Regions from separate parts of the Danio rerio genome. Here region 2 is linked to region 1. A link is a contact called in public HiChIP or PLAC-seq data. All regions are on one chromosome and are shown on one strand. The core of a region is the stretch at or near the end of the contact, and the rest is flanking DNA. Distances in the headings are between cores, read along the strand shown. Region 1 holds the start of nom1 (nucleolar protein with MIF4G domain 1). Region 2 holds the start of en2a (engrailed homeobox 2a).

Region 1 (3,059 bases), core at 170-2,669:
TGAGCAGCGTTTGTCGGTTAGCAAAACTAACGAAATGAACATTCCTAGTAGCTATTTAATTTACTTTTTCTATGTAAGAGAACTTGATTGAAAAATAATTTTCAACATGCTTGAACCATCTACACAATGGAGTTTAGTTCTGTTTTTTAAAACAGGAGCACCCGGAGGGAACTCGTGCAAACATGGAGAGAACATGCAAACTCCACACAGAAAACTGACCCAGAAAGACTCGAACCAGCAACCTTCTTGCTGTGAGGTGACATCGTTACCCATTGCACCACCGTACCACCCCATAATTTCTTATAATTTCTCTAAAATGCAAGTAGTGTCTATTTTAATGTTGTAATTAGCCTAATTAGTAATTAACTTTTATGAAAATAGAATGTAAAAGAATATTGGTGAAATAATAGTCCACCATCTTACACCAACAATATTTATATTTTAAAAAATATGTTGTACAACATATGTACTCATTACATTAAATAAATGTTCGCAATACACTTAATATATTTGCAAAATAAACATTAGACATATTTATTTTTAATGATTAAAAAACGAGACACGGTGGGTCAGTGGTTAGCACTGTTGCCTCACAGCAAGAATGTTGCTGGTTTGAGCCCTGGCTGGGTCAGTTAGTTTTTCTGTGTGGAGTTTGTATGTTCTCCCCATGTTCACGTTGGTCTCCTCCCGGTGCTCAAGTTTCCCCTCACAGTCCAAACACATGCGCTATAAGTGAATAATAAACAAATTGGCCGTAGTGTGAATGAGTGTGTATGGATGTTTGCCAGTGATGGATTGCAGCTGGAAGGGCATCTGCTGTGTAAAACATATGCTGGATAAGTTAGAGGTTCATTCCGCAGTGGCGACCCCTTATGAATCAAGGGACAAAATACAAATTTCATTGTAATGTAATTTCTAATAATGTTTATATTTTCATCGATGCTTACAATCAGTTTGTTTTAAAAAGCAAAAAATAAAAATTTTAAATCACAATTAATTAAATATTTATCTCATAAAATAATTAAGTAGACATGACACTATTTTTTGGTACACAAGTTACATCGAATTACATTTTAGTGTGTGTCTTCTGTAAATCATGGTAAAATATGATACCAACTGTTTTTGATTATAAAACATTTTAAGCTGCATTTCCCTTTTATTGATTTATTTTATATTACTCAATGCCTGCTAACTAAAGATCTGTTGCCAACAGTAACATATTTAGCTAAGTTAAATTCACTTATACTCCTGATTCATTTTTCACAAACAAACTCGACACTGTGACCATACATAAGACAAGTTGTTTAGTGGAAATACTGATGGATGAATTAGTGGATTACCTAAATGTAGCACAGGAGAAAGTCATCCATTTCCAGAAGGATTTTACTGTATTCATCTTGACAAGCCATCTGTGTACATCCATCGTCCTGCCTGTCGTAAGTCGCCGAATGATGACGCGATATATTTTGACTGTGTTGTGATCGTTTATTTGGCGCTGAGCGCAACCGCTGTCAGTCAGTCGAGCTCTTCCAAAGGGCGGTTTATTTATCTGATAAAGTCGCTTTCTCTCGCAGTGAATGGACTGGCCACCAAAATGCGTTGCTAATGAATGTGTTTCTGCAATATGAAGAATGGAAGACGATGTGACGATCAGAGAGCAGAATTTCCACAGCCAAGTGCGCGAGTACATCGTGAGTACAGAGAGACCCATTAAAGCACAGCACACTGACCCTTTATGCTCCGTGTTCATTATCCAGCTTGCATTTAGACTTCATTACGGATATTCCGTATAATGAAATCATGAATGGGTTTAACTGTGGTTAAGACTTTTGATAAATATCTCTAGAAACAGAACTGAGTTTAAATGAGGTCCATTAGGCTAGTTGGTTAGCCTCTTAGCTTGTCGTTAGCTACAATATTGAGCTCTTTAATCCCTTTCTGTGACTGAGCTCGCAATTCATTTGACTTCTAACCCAAAATTAAACGCGTTTTGTAAATAATTGTTAGCTGTCTGCAATTGTATGCATGAAGCCGAGTAACCTTTGTGTCATATTTCTAAAACTAGTAGAATTAGGACAGACTGAACTATCGTCAACTGACATCTGAGTAATCCTAACGGTTCTTCACTGACAGCTTGTTTACAGTTGTTGGTGTACACATGAGCATTGCAGGTTTGCAGTGTTTATTTTGGGTGTTAGGATATAATGTGCCTCTCCTTTCTGACTTGGCAAACTTGGGGCCAGTTGCATAAACTCTTAAGTTACCAACTAATTTGACTGACTGATGTGTTTTATTTAACAGGTTCACGTTAGACCAGCCTATGTTGTTTTTAAGGTTAAGTTGGTTTTATTTTCGCAGATTTGTTCAGTGACAACTTGTCCCTATATTGCCATGGTACATTGAATATTCGGTCTGAAATCACATTTATGTATAACTTCAAAACAACACATGCACTATTTAATTGACTGAACAATGTTGTACTTTGATTGTTGTTGGTTGCTTAGAATTTTCTTTTATTATTATTATTATTATAACAAAGCACACAGGCTGAAAAAAAAGGCGAGGGCAAGTGGCGCAGTAGGTAGTGCTGTCGCCTCACAGCAAGAAGGTCGCTGGTTCGAACCTCGGCTTAGTTGGCGTTTCTGTGTGGAGTTTGCATGTCCTCCCTGCATTTGTGTGGGTTTCCTCAGGGTGCTCCGGTTTCCCCCACAGTCCAAAGACATGCAGTACAGGTGAATGAGGTAGGCTAAATTGTCCGTAGTGTATAAGTGTGTGTGTGAATGTGTGTGTGGATGTTTCCCAGAGATGGGTTGTGGCTGGAAGGGCATCCACTGCGTAAAAACTTGCTGGATAAGTTGGCGGTTCATTCCGCTGTGGCAACCCCGGATTAATAAAGAGACTAAGCCGACAAGAAAATGAATGAATGACACAGGCTGAAAAAAACAATATAATGAAATATATTAATCATACTACACCCCCCCCTGCGGTCTCTTTAAACTGGGGTATCCAATTAATAGAAGTTAACAGAAAAACAAAAGCAAAGTACAGTATCAAGTATC
Region 2 (2,742 bases), core at 19-2,518, 340 kb after region 1:
TCTCTTCATTAATATGACAACAAATACATTATCATTATCACTCCACGAGTAAAATAAATAAATAAATAATAATAATATACAAATATTAGTAACAACAAAAAAACTTACTTAATTGTTGAAACTACTTACTGGTCGTTTACATTGACGGCCAAAACATTTTATTGTTTTTGGGACCTTTTGTCGTTTTATTTAATTATATAGGTACAGTCATAATATGTTAGTGACCCATAAATATTCAGGTACATAAAATATGCGCAAAATTTAAATAACCAAAATACTTAGTGAACTGTAAATATTTGTACTAGTATAACTTGTTCCATCACTTGGGGGTTGTTTTTAGAAACTGACCTTTTAAATTTGGTGGATATACGTGATTAGAATTAAATATAGTGCAATTATAACTCTTGTAGTGCTTTGCATAAATGTAACTATTTCTTGGCACATGCTATGAAAAAATAGAGGTAAGCGTACCTGACGACGGCCTGTCCGAGTAGCGTGTGCAGTAAACCCAAGCGGGCCACAGCATACCCTGACCAGTCTGTCCGTTTGAATTGCTCTGTGAACTATCCGATTCTGAACCCAAGCACTGATCCACATTCTCCCCGCGGGGCTTCAGGGGTTCTTCGCTCTCTATCTCTGCCTCCTTTCCTCCGCTGCTCGTATGCGTTGTGGAAGCTTCTTCCGCTGGTACAGTACTTCCCACCTGTCCCGTGCTTGGACCCGTAGGGTTGTGATTCTCTCGTGCGCCGTGATTGTCCTCATAGCGCGTAATATTCGCTTCTTTTTTACGGCCAAAATCTGGTCGCAGGATGTTGTCGATGAAGAAGTTTGTGATTCGGTGTGGCAGCTGCAGGTTTCCTGGAGCTTGTAAAAGGGGTCGTATGGCACTGTTGGACTCGTCCGACGCTCCTCGCTGTTCCACGTCTCTTGCGCTCTGCTCATTCTCATCCATGCTGAGACGCACTTTCCACCTTCCGTCCTTAACCCTTTATCGCTCTCCCGCACTCTGGCAGTCGCACCCCACTCCACGGGCGACTCCGTCCACTTTGTTCACTTCAGGAAAAAAAAAATTCAAAACGGCCAAAAAACTGTCAGTGAGTTTTAGCGACAGTAAAAAGCCTTTGCGCACCGTGGTCACAAAGGAAAAACATAGTTACGCCTTCCAAACACGGAATGTTTGCAGTTTAAGGTTGATGAACCGTAACTTGCCAGTTTGGTGCTACTGGTTTGCTGCGCAGTGCAACTAGCGAGGCTTCAGTGGCTACTCTGAGGACAGAGAAGTGGGGCTCCTTACTGCTCCTGAAATACTTTCACTCCGGATTTTTGTTCTTATTTTTAATACGAGCCCCCAGTGACGTTACACTCCGGTATCCTAGACACGTGCCTTTGGCCAATAGAACATGCTGGAGCTGATCACGTGCACCTGATTCGAGAGTAACAGACAACACTCATCCTTGCACTTTTAAAGACACAGTGCTTCACCAAAATACAAATTCGGGCAGTGCCAAAACGCAGCCTGCATACTGAACACGATCTTCACGATTTTCCTTTTTAATCGGAGGTTTGCATGTAGCGTAATTATCATTTCTATCCATTTTTTGTATGAATAATTTGAATTTGGTCAAGGCAACTCACTCTCCGAACGCACTCACGAAACCGCAGATTTTTTTTTTTCAATTACCGTTTTTGCACTAGTTTATTGTCAGTATTGTTACGTTTTAGTATATGCGAAAAGTTTTGTCAAAATTAATTTGTTGCAGTTTGATAAAGTCGAAAAAACGGTTGGCTATGCAAAACAGAATGCGTCAAACCAAAACGAGTGGATGAGAAATCGTTTCCATAATGGGGTGCTTACTGTTTCCAAACCGCAATAAACATTACTGTGAAATTTTTGACGAGGACGTGTATAGTATTTACTTCCATGAGTTATACAAGTTGGCTAGTATTGTGAATGGTACACAAATTCACATGATATACAGCGATGCAGTTTTTCGAAGAATCACGAGTACGCACTATTTTACGCGCTTTACACTGCACACTAATCAGAAAAAGTAAACTATGACAGACGAAGCTCTGTTTGCATCTGTCTAGGAGAACATACTTTAATGCAATGACTGGACCCCCATATCTTTGGACGGAAACTATTTTTATTAAAGAATGCCAATCTGCGTATTGTCGCGCCAAAAAATAAAAAAAATAAAAAATGAAGTAGAACTTTTCTTTGATTTCTATTCTTTATAACTCTTAACCAGAGCCTATGCACTATTGAAAAGGATGAAACCTTGTAGTAATGCAAATGGCGATGCAGATGGTTCCTTTTAAGGCTTTCTGTACCATAGAGCAGCAAATCCATCATCGCGCGCAATTGGTTTGGAATTCATTTTATTTCTCTTTATTCGCAGTAATCCGTCATAGAGTCGTTATGTGTATGATAAATGACGCCATAGCAATGATGTTCAATGTGCATTGACTGTGGCCTTTACTGCATATCGCATCGAAATCAACAATAACCATTGGTTCGCATTGTGTTCTTGCACCTTTAATATCACATTTTGTAAAGACATCATTCTGTTGTAACTGGCTGTATAGATGGTAAGTCTAGCTTCTGCCATTAAACGTGCAGTATGGCTTTTCTAACTAAAGAGGTTTCTCAAGAGGCCTTCTATGATTGCATGCTCATTAGGAAGTTTCTCTGGCGAGCCAACACCGTGCAGTCTCATCAAATTAGTGCCTTCTATCTGC

The links. HiChIP or PLAC-seq counts read pairs in DNA pulled down with a chosen protein or histone mark.
Region 2: an H3K4me3 HiChIP or PLAC-seq map of embryo shows a contact between it and region 1, with 2.5 times the contacts expected there. The contact joins the promoter of en2a here to the promoter of nom1 in region 1. A contact is called at or near these places in 1 of 18 Hi-C or Micro-C datasets (embryo) and 1 of 4 datasets of contacts at active chromatin or transcription factors (embryo).

What each region holds. Positions count from the first base shown.
Region 1 is chr7:41,004,903-41,007,961 of GRCz12tu, forward strand. nom1 (nucleolar protein with MIF4G domain 1) reads right to left here and starts at 1,420. Exons shown (of 12, transcript NM_001044832.3): 1 at 1,341-1,420. It overlaps lmbr1 (limb development membrane protein 1), which reads left to right and starts at 1,632. Exons shown (of 18, transcript NM_001252604.2): 1 at 1,632-1,691. The coding sequence starts at 1,632.
Region 2 is chr7:41,340,220-41,342,961 of GRCz12tu, forward strand. It overlaps en2a (engrailed homeobox 2a), which reads right to left and starts at 1,269. Exons shown (of 2, transcript NM_131044.2): 1 at 472-1,269. The coding sequence starts at 952. The region is part of intron 3 of si:dkey-151p11.2 (a long non-coding RNA gene); the gene reads left to right.